Regions from separate parts of the Mus musculus genome. Here region 2 is linked to region 1. A link is a contact called in public promoter capture Hi-C data. All regions are on one chromosome and are shown on one strand. Each heading gives the region's core, a stretch centred on a gene start, on an enhancer-like site or on the middle of the called end of the contact. The rest is flanking DNA. Distances are from core to core; before and after follow the strand shown.

Region 1 (6,390 bases), core at 1,375-3,874:
ACAGTCCCACCTCTGAGACTGTCATTATCAGTGCTATTAGCAGAAGGAAGATGAAGCAACTGTGTGCTGTGAAGCCAGCATTGAAGCTACCATTGCCACCAGCATCCTGCTTCTTTGATGCACTCATGATTAAGGAAGTCCTGACACACCGCAATGGCTTATTAGCAGCAATGAGCAAATATCCCAGGCAGGAAGAAGTTCCTGTACAAGTTGAGACTCCTGTTCTGGTTAGGACTCTGCCTGGTGACTTTGAGGAGCATTGGAGATGCCTTGAGAGGACCCTGGTCCTGGGAGACAAGGGTGAGAGCAAACTCCGCCCACTGTGTGTGCCAGTGTGATGGCCATAGCACAGCTGTTCTGGTTGCTAAGTGGCCATGTGCACATGAGGTTTCTCATGCTAGGTTCTATATCCTGGCAGCTGGGACTCGGCAGGAGTCTTAGGACATGTTGAAGACACAGAGAAGGGACCAAGACTCTTGATAACAGTTATCTCTGTTGATCTGGCATTACTGATATTCCCATTGTGCCTGATGGGGCAGAAAGACCCACTGCAGTCCTGGTGGAGATCAAATACCCTATGTAGAAGGGACACTGGCCAGCGCCTCTCAGTTTGTCCTCTGCAGAGATCTGTGTACAAGGCAAGAACTCAGGTCTAATTGCTGCAGACAGATGCTGTGTTCTTTGAGCGGAGGCAGGTGGGTAAGGAAGGAGGCGGTGGGGGTGGCTGTACAGGAGGAGGTGACATTTGTTAATATGTCAGGGGGCCGTGTGAATTCAGAGGATGCGTCAGAATCATTCGAGGGAGAAGATGAAACGGTCTTTTCTAATGACACACAGGTCTGTAGAGGCAGCAGGGGGTTTCCGGTTTTGCTTCTCTGTAGTAAGGGAATTTGTTTCTGTCCTCAGTGTTTGGATGGAAATCAGCTTAAGGGAGGAGTGAACATTCCCAACTTTTCCCCATGCGACACATTTTAGCAGAGCTTCTGGCAGTTTGCAAAATTAACTGTCACTTTCTCCCTTCCTGTCATAAACAACCAAAGGGCCAAATAGCAGGCAGCAGAGGGAAGAAGAGCTGCCAATGATCTGGGCAACCTCCACACCCAGCGGCCTCCAAAGACGAGCATCCGTGAGATCAACAGAGCCCTTCCTACCCCACGGCTTTCCCTTTCTCTTCACACCCCCCCCAGCCACAATGAAGTCCAGGTCCAGGTTCAGTGCTGCCCGATTGAACCTCACAGGCACTGTCACTAGCTCCTTACCCCTTTGTCCAGTGGCACCTTCACGTCCATGGAGTGAGACCCGGTTTCCCCATTGATCATGGCGGTCCTCAGCTTTAAGAGGAAAGAAAAGGGGATTGGTGCCTATTCACCTGGATTTGGGCTCTGACCATGTCCTAGGATCCCTGGGACACTGGGTCTTCCCTTTGCCTCTGAGCAGACTTCTAGGAGGGAAGATGGACCTGAGTCCAGGTGCCACTGCCTCACAGTTGTGGGCTCTCACTGAGGCGGGGCTTTGAGGAATGGATGCTCTGGAACATAGGGTTGTGTTGCTGAGACATAATCTCCTCTAGCATGCGCTATGGAGACTTAGACGTTAAACTTGACAACCCTGAAACCATGCTGGGCTTATAGGCCAGCCTGTCTCAGTAACCTGTGACACCAGGGTCATGGCTCAATATCCACAGTTGCTGAAAGGATCATAGGCACAGAACCCAGCTGCTCGCCCAGAGGCCTTGGCATTCCCAGGACACCCAGTGCTCGTCTACCTGTGACAGGGCTAAATGAGGGAAAGCTTCTTACTCACAATTTCAGCTTGGTCCTCCCACTCCACTTCTGAGAGGTCCACACTGTTGTAGTTGGGTTTGGGTCTCAGCTTCTTGCCTTCTCTGTACTGGAGTGGGCCAGACAGGATGGAAAAGGTGGGGTCAGCATGCACCCTGTTCCCCTTCCCTCTTCTTTAAAATCTTTCAAGTACCCTCATAAAATCAAAGCATCCCATAATCACAATGAGCCAGACCAAACTTACACTCAGTGCAAAGCTTGACCAATGTGTGCCACAGATGGCCTCTGAGCCTCCTGGGGTGTGTGTGTGTGTGTGTGTGTGTGTGTGTTTATGTGTACACATTTCTCATGTCAGGCATCTCCCTCCCTATTTTGAGAGACAACTTGTCATAGTTTGGACAGGTCTTATTACTAGAAAGTTCTCTCTCCTGTGGAGTTCAAATCTGTCTCCTAACTTACTTCTTGTTGTCAGCTTTCATCTGGAGCCACCTAGAACGTGTTCCTCCTGACAGGGCTTGAGATGCTCAATCTTGTCACTTCTAAGACTTGACTGTCTCCAGCTAAACATTTCCAGTCTGAAGATACCTCAGCTCTCTCTCTGAAGATGGCTCAGCTCTGTCAATGTCACCCTGAAAATGGAGCTGTCTGGGAAGAAATCAATATTGCTCATGGAGTCCGGCCAGGAGAAGAGAGAGGTGTGGTTTGAACTGAAGCACTGTGGCCTCTGCCTGGGCTTCTGCCGGCTGCTCGGACAGCCAGGCCAGCTTGGATGCCCAGATGGCGCCATAAGCCAGGCAAATCCCTTCGGTGTTCTCACGTGGTGCTCTCCCACGCGTGGGTGTTCAGTTTGCAGAGCGCCCACCTATTTCTCATGTATTTCATCTTGTTAATCTCAGATGATCATTTTAGAATGCTTCATGAGCAATCAGTTTCTCCTCCAGATTTCAAGGCATCTGCAGAAGCAGCTCATCTTGATAGTGTTTTCTTTTTTAATTTAAATTGGTCAGATTCAAGCGCAGATCTGCAGTGCTTAATAACCACCTGTCTCCAAAATTTGACACAGATCCCTGAACCAATTCTCCGAGCAGAATCATTCTCTTGTTCTTCCTCCCTCTCTCCCTCTCTCCCTCTTTTGCTCTTTCTCACTCTCTCTCCCTGACAGATATCATCATGTTATCTGTAATTACGCCCATGGTACTTCCCTGGTTGAGTTTAGTAGTGCCATCAATAAAAGAGGAGAGTTTATCACCAGAGCATCTTAAAAATAGCACCATCTACTTCTGTAAATGGGTCTCCGGTAGATGTTTGGGAGTTGAAGTCACCATCATTATGTATCTTATTTCTGCTGGTTATTTCATTTACTTGGGTTTTGTTTTCTTCTCTCCTGATTGTAGTATTGATGTCACTCCACTGTCCCTGCTCTGAGCACCTCCTTACTCCTGGCCCACACAATGTTCTATTCTCAGCCTTCCAGAGGTCCAGAGTCCTTAGTGCTGCCCTGTCTTCTACCTGAGCTGTCTCTCTGGCAACAGCCCAGTGCCATTGTCTCAGCTACACCTAACAGATTATAGCCCATCCTAAGCCTCTCAGAATAAGCATATGACTTCATTTGGTTGGGGACACTGACATAGAAAGGTTTTTAGGCCCCCAGCATGTCTCTTGACCTTTCTTATTCTACTGTTAGGAATATTCTTTATTATTTTGCTTTCTGTAACTTCACCATTTGCTTTCCTGATAATACTTTCCTTAAGCAGTACCGAGTGTAAGCCCCACTGTGTCCTTTGGTAAGCAGTTCATTTTGTTTACATGTCTTCACACATTAGATTTTGATTAGATATGTTCTTCTGATTACAGCACTCTTACTAGCACGATAATGTCAGGCACACAGTAGGTCCCCAATATGAACTGGCCAGTGAAAGCATTATTCATGTAAGTTACCGAGATGGATGCATGCACATGGGTTTCTGATTCATGTCCCTTAATTCTGTATGTCCCTTAATGCTGTATGTCCCCTAATTCTAAATGTCAACTCTAGGATCAACCTACATGTTCTCTCTCTGTGAGTCACTTGATAGCACTGGTCCAAGAACCTGTTAGTATAAGGCTGTCCATTATGGGTTTAGATAAATGCCCTGTTGAGTCTGAATTGGGAAGAGAGTGGGGATGGACCAATGTGTCTCCCATCTGAGCCCTACCACTTGCCTTGAGTGGTTCAGTCAGATGTCTTAGGAGATTCTGTATCCACTTGAGCTAACTGCCATGAGACTTAGTTCAGCTGGTCTCCCCAAATGACTCCCGAGGCAGAGAAGCCCCTTTGTCAATTCTGCTATCCAAGCCTCTTGGGGTTCCTCAGAAGTCAGAAGACAGTAGGTTTAAGATGCCTCCAGGCCATCTGATACACTCCCCCCTTATCCCTTCAGCCTCACACCAGCAATGTGGCTATTGCCCCTGTGGACAGGGCCAATCCCTGGATGTAGAGTATTCAGACACCAGGTGCTTGGGAGAACTCATGTGAAAATACCCACAGCTCCTGGACAGAGTCAGAAGGGGACAGGGGTCCTAGGCGACATCGAAGGCACACCCAGGGAGCCTTCACTGCCCTTGTGAGAGGGCCTTGCTATTTTTGTTGTGAACTCAATGTTCACATTCCCTTCTTGGGCCTCTGGGGCTCTGCTGCTCCATCTGTCAGATGGTAGGAGGGATGGAGTCACCGAGGCAGTGAGGGTTTGTGATAAATGTCTGCAGTGATCAAGCTTAAAGGATTTATTTGATTTCGAATTAAGTGTATGTGTGTATCTGCGGGTGTGTACATGTGGACGCAGGTGCCCGTGGAGACCAGAGGCATCCCATTCCCTGGGACTGGAGTTAAAGAGAGCTATGAGCTGGCTGAAGAGGGTTCTGGGGACTAAACTCAGGTGCTCTTAGCTGCTGAGCCATCTCTCCCTCATGGTTTGCCTCTTACACAACTCTCGGAGGCCTCTTTATGGACGGCTGGGCTCCAGCGTGACACTGCTGGAAAATGCTGGAATGTTTGGAGATAAAAAGCCCAGTGAGAGGGTTACAGAACTGGAGTCTCTTTCTCACTGTATTCCAGGGGTCAACAGGTTCATTCTGTCCCATGCTGTGCTGTATGCACCCCACCAGAGCATAAAGCACTAGGCTTAACCAGCTATGGACTGAAATAGTTCTTTCTTTATAAGCTTGCGGTTACAGATGTTTTATTACAGTAATGGAAACTGGGCTGTTCTGCAGGACACCATTCTCACAAGCCCAGCCTGTATCACCTGCTCTCTGGTCTGTTCACCAATCAATCATTCCTTGTGCTTTTTGCCTTAGGCATCCTCCTAGATAATCATTTGGAAACAGGAATGACCGTCGAGTTTCCTCTTGTATGATCTGAGGAATTTTAGCCTTTATTTATTTATTTTTTGTGAACTGTCCCCAATTCTCATAGGCTGTACTTACCAAAGGTCGGAGGTCAGGATGAGAGAGGATGTAGCCATTGTTAGTGTTCAAGAAGGCATAGCCATGCACCCCAAGCTGCCAAGGTCAAGGTTGGAGGGCATTAGACGTGTTAGATGGCTAGGCAGGGGAGGAGGGGAAGGGATCGTTGAAAACAGCAGCAAGTGTTAAATAGGGATAATGGTAAGCCAGGGAGGGTCATGCTTCCACCTACCGTTCTCTGGTCAAGCAACCATGGACAGAAGCCAAGAAACTGAAACTGTGAGCCCAAAGAAATCTCTCCTCTCTTTGAGCTGATTTTTTTTTGTCACAGCAATGGAGAGCTGTGGCTTAGGTACCATCCCCCTGGGGTCCCCTCAGGCTCACCTTATATCGGGGTGCCAGCTTCATGAGCTCTCTTAGGGTCACGTCAGAGCCCACTACACCCAGGAGAATGCCATGGGATCTCTAGAAGGGACAGTGCAAGGTCAGGGAAACTGGGATGGCCAGACTAGACTCTAGGCCTCCCTGGAGCCCGGAAAGGGGAGCGTTTACTGATCTTCCTTTGCAGTTAGACTGTAGGCTGAGCTCCTCCAAATAACAATGTAGACTGTCAGATGGGGCCCCAGGGGCAAGCTCAGCTGTTAGGAAGATTAATGCCCTGTATTAATATTTAAGTAGTAACATTTAAATGAAACACAAAGCTAAGTGAAATATTAATATTCATGCCAGAGGATGAAATAAAAGGACCATAACTTATGTGGACTCTATAGCACAAGGGACCCATTGGGAAGTGTTTTCTCACCAGATAGACTATGAAAAGCTCTAGAAATCCTCTCACTAGAGGCCTTCACCTACAAGCAAGAGTCTATCCACTTGGGCTAGTTAAGTGTGATTAACTTGGAAGGCTAGCAGAAGACCCCATAGCTTTCTATCCCAAGAATAAAGCAGGGGCTGCCCCACCCCCAACAGGCCTGTAGGAGCTTGGGGGACAGAAGGGACATCAGCCCCATAGTTGGCCAGGAGGTTCTTCTGTAGCTGGCCCAGGATTGGGCTTGGGAAACTGCATCCAACTCTTGCAGTTGGCTGTGAAGCTCAGTGGGCGGGACTCTACCCTCCACGCCACGGCCCAGGGAAGGGCCACTTACTGTTTCATTCTTTTTGCTGA
Region 2 (6,158 bases), core at 282-2,781, 50 kb before region 1:
TGATAGCAGTGGCCTGGAAGGTACTCAGGGAGTGCCAGCATCCTAGGATTCCTGGGTGGAGGCAATTTCAGAGCTCAACCCACCTGCTTATTCTGTAAGTTGAGAACTCAGCACGGGGTAACTGCTCAGCTGCTAACTACTTGAGAAGCAAAAGCATAGATTTAACCAACAGGAGGGCATAGAGCTGTGGGTGATAGGGAAAGGTAAGGCAAGTTACCCCCAAACAGCTCACAATACAGGACAAAAAGCTACCACACGGACTCCTCTGTGATCAGAACTATAAAGTGGTACAGAGAAAAAAAATCCCTGTAGAGGGATGTTGGGTGTTGCTGTTAATTTTACTTATATGGTGTGTGTGTGTGTGTGTGTGTGTGTGTGTGTGTGTGTGTGTGTGTCCATCCCAAGGACAGCCTGTGGGAGTCTCTTATCTCCATGTGGGTTCTCGGGGTTGACCCCAGGCTATTAGGCTTGACAGCAAGTGCTGCTACCTGCTAGGAGAGCCATCTTGCCCCCACCCCCACCTTCCAGAGCTGAGTTTTTAAGGCAGGGATAGATCACTATGCACAGAGATCACCGTGCTCCTGAAGGGTCTGTTTTGCTGAGGCAGGAGCTGGGAGAGTGTTAGGGTAGTGGCTGGTTGCCTTGTTGAAAGGGCAGGCACAGGGAACTTCAGAGAGGATGGGGACTCTCTCAGCTCTGCTGGATTGCAGTCCTGAATCAAGGCGCGCCCAGCCCTGCATATAACATAGAGAAAGGACCCTGAGATACATATTCATGCTGTGTTACCTACAAGCTAGATCATCTGCTGAACAGGCAGGATGTAAAGGAATGAGGCCTGTTTCAGGCTGCAGGCTGGGAAGTCCAGCTTCTCTTCTGGCTTAGCCTCTGGCTCAGCCCCGCATTGGAAGGAACACTCTTTATGCCAGTGAATGGCAATGTGTTAGACTTGCTCTGTCTTGATTGGGAGAGAGGTCTTAGACCACCAAGGCCAGCTCCTTCAGTTCCCCGTGTGCACAGAGGCACATGGTCTCTGCTTGTTGTTCCTTCAGGTTGCAGCTGCGTGCTCTGACACCTCTCTCTCCCAAATAGTCCTGGCCAAGGGTGGTCACATCTACAGACTCAGCCCCTTGTCTAAAGGGCTTTCTGTTGCCTTGGCATCTCTGAGGACCCTCAGCGTTCCTCTTGTAAGAGGAACTCAGCCTTTAAGGAGCTGGTTTTTCCTTATCAGAACTGGGGTCTGACACAGGAGACAGACCTAGTGTTCCGGCAGGTCTAAGATCCAAGACAGTCAGCGGGGCTGTGTTTTGGGTCCTGTACCCCTTGGAAGGTCCTGCCTTCTAGACAGCCAGAGATGGCCGCTCCTGGGAGGTGAGAGGAGATAAGGGTACCTGTAGTACCTGTAGTCTGGGGCAGCGGAGATTCACCCACAAACGCTCTCCTGCTGCCACAGAGCTTCGGAGGCCGGTGCGCGCGCCCGCCATCGCAGATGCGCCCCAGCTGTCACTCCGCTGCGCGCTCTCCTCCCTCTGCTTGCTTGCTGTTGAGCACGCGCGCTCTGATCCTTCTACCTCTCCCCCTCTTCGGTCTGTCTTCCTCCCGCCCTCCCTCTTTCGCTTCAGTTTGTCGCTGACCCCGCAGCCCCCTCCCCGGCAGCGGCAGCTCAGCCTGCGGGTCCGCCTCCTTCACAGGCGCTGCCCAGTCTCCCGCTGCCCTGAACCAGACCGGACATCCCTGCGTTCTGCCTGCCAAGCTGCCCGTGTGTCCGGCTACCTGGTCTGAGCATCAGGTCCCGGTGCAAAAAGGTGAGTTGTGAGCGGCTTCTGGGAGAGAATGGGGTTGGCGCAAAGGGCTTGGGTATGGGAACTAGGGACCACCTGTCCCTGCACGATGATCAGGGCTTTCTTCCCAGGGCAGTTGCTGAGGTGGGGTGGGGGAACCACTTAGGACCAGATAACCTGGGCAACCCAAAGGTACAGAGCATTAGGAACTCTGACTCCTTAGTGCTGGGGACATAGCGGTGTATTCTGCTAAGGAGGGGGTATGGAGGAGGGGACAGGGAGGAGAGCAGTGCTGGTGCCACATGATGGCCCCGGGTAGCATGGAAATGTCCCTGCAGCGGGAGGAGCGGCAGCTATGGGAGGGGGAGACAGCTTGGGTGTTGGAAACAGGCTGGCATTCTGAGAGGCCTGAGTGAGGGTGGAGGGTGGAGGACCCACTGAGTGAGGAGGCGCAGGCTGGACCTTTATACCAGTTGCTCTTGCTGGCCTTGCTGGCCCCGAGGTAGCTGTCCTTGAACAAGGGTGCAAAGGAGCCCTTCCTAGTTGGAATAGTCTTTGCAGTCCTGATAGAGCCTCCTTGGTGGGGGTGTGGCTGGGAGTGAAGGAGGGGTGTCTGGTAGTTCTTCCTTACAAACCCAGGCCTTGATTTTTAGCACACTAGATGGCCAAACAAACCAGGAGCCCGAGATGCTTAGGTGGTCCACCACTGCATAATGCCCTTTGCAGCAGGTGGGTCAGATGCCTTCCAAGCCCCGGGTGCTTAGTGTAGGGGGCAGCGTACAGCGAGGTCACATTCACCTGCTGCCTGGCTCATATGGGCATGGATGGCCAACTCGGAGCAGGACACTGCTTCTCAGGAGCCCCAGGCCCATTTCATAACGCTGAATTCTGCCCAGGAATCTGCAGTTCAAATTCCTGTATGGCCGGCAGGTCTGGGACTGGGCTCTGATTGGTTGCTCTGCCTCCCACCCCCAGCTGTCTGCATTCCAGGGTGGTGGTGGGGATGTTGGCACCAGGCTGCCAGGGTTTGTTGGGCATTGCCTTGTGTGACTCAGATTGACAGGCCCACAGCTTAGATAACTACAGCAGGTGGGGGGAGGGGAAGGAGCCAGCATGTGGCGCTGGGCGGGGGAAGTCCAGCTGGTAGGGAAATCCAACATCAGCTTCCAAGCTGCCAAGAAGAGCCCAGCGCTCCCACCCCCACCTTCCCACTGCAGGAGGGCTCCGGCTCTGCCAGAAGAGGGAGACAGGAAAACCAGGCAGGACAGGCAAAGAGACGGGCTTCTTAAGCCACCCCCCCCCCCAGCTGTGTTCTTTGAGGTTTGGCTAGAGGATGTGTCTGCGCTCAGGACAAGCTTACCCTAGTCTCATTTTCCAAGTGCCAAGACCCAGAGTCAGGGTCTTGCTTTAGTCAGGTGGGTGGCAAAGGAAGGCGCTGGAATGGGTGATTGTGTGTGTGTGTGTGTGTGTGTGTGTGTGTGTGTGTGTGTGTGTGGCTGGGAAGAGCGGGGAGCCAGGATGAGGCTTGGGTGTGGAGTGAGTGATCTTCCTTGGCACCTGCCCAGGGAGGCAGTTGAATGGTGGGAGCCTCCCGGGTCCTCAATGGCTTCTTCAGCGGCACAGAGCAACCCCGTGTGTGTTGGGTTTCCTTCCTACTCTGCTTTCCAAGGTTTCTTTCTGTCAGAGACAGGAAGAATTTCACAAGGAAAGTGGCTCAAGAAGCTGGCGGGGATAAGACAGCGTACTGAGAGGAACCTGGAGGAAGGGCGTGTGGCTGGTCCAAGCAGAATGAGAGGAACCTGGAGGAAGGGCGTGTGGCTGGTCCAAGCAGAATGAGAGGAATTTGGAGGAAGGGCGTGTGGCTGGTCCAAGCAGAAGGGGTTTAGAAACTGCTTCACAGCGCAGCATGTGCTTAGGGGTGACTGACAGGGGGCAGAGGTGGGGGCATTTACTAGAAGGGAGGGCCTCATGGCCAGACAAGTGACAGCAGCTCAGGGGACATTTCAGTTTCCCGTGTTCCGGGCTACCAGGAATTCCAATTGCCTAGACCAGATGTCCAGACTCCCTGGAAGTCCTCTAAGATGGGACAAGATGACTCGCAGGCCACTCGCTAGCCTAGCCTTGAGATTCCTTGAAGAATAAATCGGGTAGACCATGCAAGCCCTTTCTGCTTCCCCTCTGTAGGTGTATAGAGCTGGGGGCAAGGAGGGGAGGATGCAGGAGACCTCCTGGGAAGATAGACACAGCATGGGGGCCCAGGAATCAGGAGCGGAGGACACTCCCTGATGCATGTTGCAAACACTTGATTTGAGGGTGCTAAGAAGGAATCATGTGGATCCCAGGCCTGGGGTGAGGTGGTTTTTTTTTTGGTGTTTAGCTGAGTGTGAGCCCAGATCATGGGGAGAGTAGGCCTCCATCTGTGGGAGAAACTGGAGGGCAGGTGTACTCTGTCATTCTAGCCTCAATGTTCTGCAAGCCTGGCTGGCTGCTCCAAGCTGGGGGAGGGGGCAGCTCCCACACCCTCTCAGTAGTGGGTACAGCAGCCATTGGGTCAGCAGGACCACGTGGAAGCTCCAGCTGCCCCCTGCTCCTGCCTCACCTGTCTGCTGCGCCAATCCTCCACTCCCCAACTGCCTCACCGCATCCCCCAGGTCCCAGCCCGGAGAGGTTTGCTGGATTTCTTCCAACCTATGGGTAGGATGGGGACAGGGCTGGTTCTTGGCTCAGATGTGATGAGGAGATGGATGCCTTATAAACTGTAAAGTTCTATATGGATGGGGGGCTATGTCTCTGTTTCTGAATCAACCTTTACATGAGGGGTAGGGCTGAGGCAGGAACTTGTGAGGGCAACTGAGTCAAAAATTTTGTGGACAGAAAACAGGTACAGGTCCAATTGACGACATTCTTCCATTTTCCTAACCTTTTCCATGCCTCAGTTTCCCTATGATGTTGCTAAAGACACCTTACTGAACTGTATGAGGATGAAGAACGTAGCATTGTGTAGCTCTCTGTCTGTGGCTGTTAGCATCTCCCCATGTTAAAAGCTTGTATGAGGCCCTCGGGTTGGTGCCCTTGTCTTGGCCTGACTTAGGCAAGGTTAGTTAAGGTTCTGGGTGAGCTCTAGACTCATTTTTCCTTAAAATCTGCCATTTCCTGTCGCAGCTTCTCTAGGCTAACTGTATGCAGCCCATGCTGTCCCCACTTGCCTGACCTAGAGTTATACCAGCATGGCTTTCTGGGTAGCTGTTAGGCCCTGGCTCAATCTGCTGGCCTGTACTTCTCAATCTTGAATATGTCCCCAAATTGCCTGGGATTTTGTTGTCTGTGCGGCACTTGAGATTTAGCATTTCTGAAGGGTTCCAGGCTAGCTGATCTGATTAGCCCATCGGAGTCAAAACTGTAGGTTTCTGGTTTGGGAGGTTCAAAGGTTGGTCAGTCCTAGCTTATCAACCCCGTTCTCCAACCTGAGTCCAGGGATCATGCTGAGCCCAGCCTTGTCCCTTTGGTCTGTTTCTGGGGATAAGGTAAAATACAGGTTAGTTCTGGGTGCAGGTCCTGCAGATGAAGGTGGGGTGGGGGTGGGGAGTGGGGAAGGGGTGAAGACAGTTTCTTTCCCTCAAGTAGGACCTCCAACTCCATTCTGCCTCCCACTCCCACAGAGTGTTAATTTATTCCAGCAGTTGGCCAGTGCCTGCTGCAGCAGCTGTCCTCTGCCTCCCAATGTAGGTCACCCCTTTCCTGAGGAGTCTCTGCGGTTCAGGGCCAGAAGGGTCTTTTGCTGGGAGGTGTGTGAGTGGACTTGGGGTGGAAAGGCTTAGGAAGCGCCCCTCCCCCACATCTCTCCAAGGATCAGGATGGCATTGACATCAATCAGAGGAGACAGATCAGCTACCTAGGCAGAGCGGGGGCGGGGCGGGGGCGGGGCGGGGGCCAGGGGCATCTTCTCCTAGACTCCTGGCCTCTTTTCTCCAGAGGATCTCAGCCACCAGAGTCCTTTCTGCTGCTTCAGTAGACAACAAACAGCCTGGCCTGCACTGTTGGCTCACGGTCCCTGGGCATCATAAGCACTGGGGTCCTGAGGGGGGGAAATGGGAGGAAGAACCTGGGAACCTCAGGTGGAGGTCAGCCTGGAGGAGGCTTCTCCACAGCCTGTCCCACAGACATGGCCTGGGTCTCCACCGATCCTTGGACCTGAAGAAAAAAGCTGTCCTGGCTTTAAGGCTGCCTCATGGGGTTCTCAGCAGATCTTCCTTCCAGGCCGGAAGTGCCCCTGTACCACCTGCTGGGGCTATGCGGGGACCATGAGGCATCCTATCCTTTTGCTGCCTCATGAATGATGGCAGCTAAGTGGTGCTGGAGTACTGCCAGCAAGGCATGTGT

What was found. Promoter capture Hi-C pulls out the DNA fragments that hold promoters and counts their contacts.
Region 2: a promoter capture Hi-C map of hippocampal neurons shows a contact between it and region 1, with 3 times the contacts expected there. The contact joins the promoter of Lrtm2 here to the enhancer-like site in region 1. A contact is called at or near these places in 2 of 39 promoter capture datasets (hippocampal neurons and macrophages), 6 of 484 Hi-C or Micro-C datasets (Th1 cells, brain, cerebellar granule neurons and 3 more), 4 of 115 datasets of contacts at active chromatin or transcription factors (embryonic stem cells, forebrain, neural progenitor cells and 1 more) and 3 of 9 other capture datasets (adipose tissue, liver and pancreatic islet).

The regions. Positions count from the first base shown.
Region 1 is chr6:119,277,120-119,283,509 of GRCm38.p6, reverse strand. Cacna2d4 (calcium channel, voltage-dependent, alpha 2/delta subunit 4) reads right to left here. Exons shown (of 38, transcript NM_001033382.3): 14 at 6,371-6,390; 15 at 5,610-5,690; 16 at 5,247-5,321; 17 at 1,804-1,890; 18 at 1,260-1,331. Among named protein-coding and RNA genes, the nearest start is that of Gm52874, 35 kb to the left of the region's middle. Within about 2 kb of position 2,624, at least 17 of the 459 cell types and tissues checked have an H3K27ac peak or open chromatin away from gene starts, as enhancers often do. A contact at or near this core is called in cerebellar granule neurons, cerebral cortex, cortical neurons and 2 more, where this site is marked.
Region 2 is chr6:119,326,139-119,332,296 of GRCm38.p6, reverse strand. It overlaps Lrtm2 (leucine-rich repeats and transmembrane domains 2), which reads left to right and starts at 1,531. Exons shown (of 5, transcript NM_172492.3): 1 at 1,531-1,802. The region is part of intron 26 of Cacna2d4 (calcium channel, voltage-dependent, alpha 2/delta subunit 4); the gene reads right to left.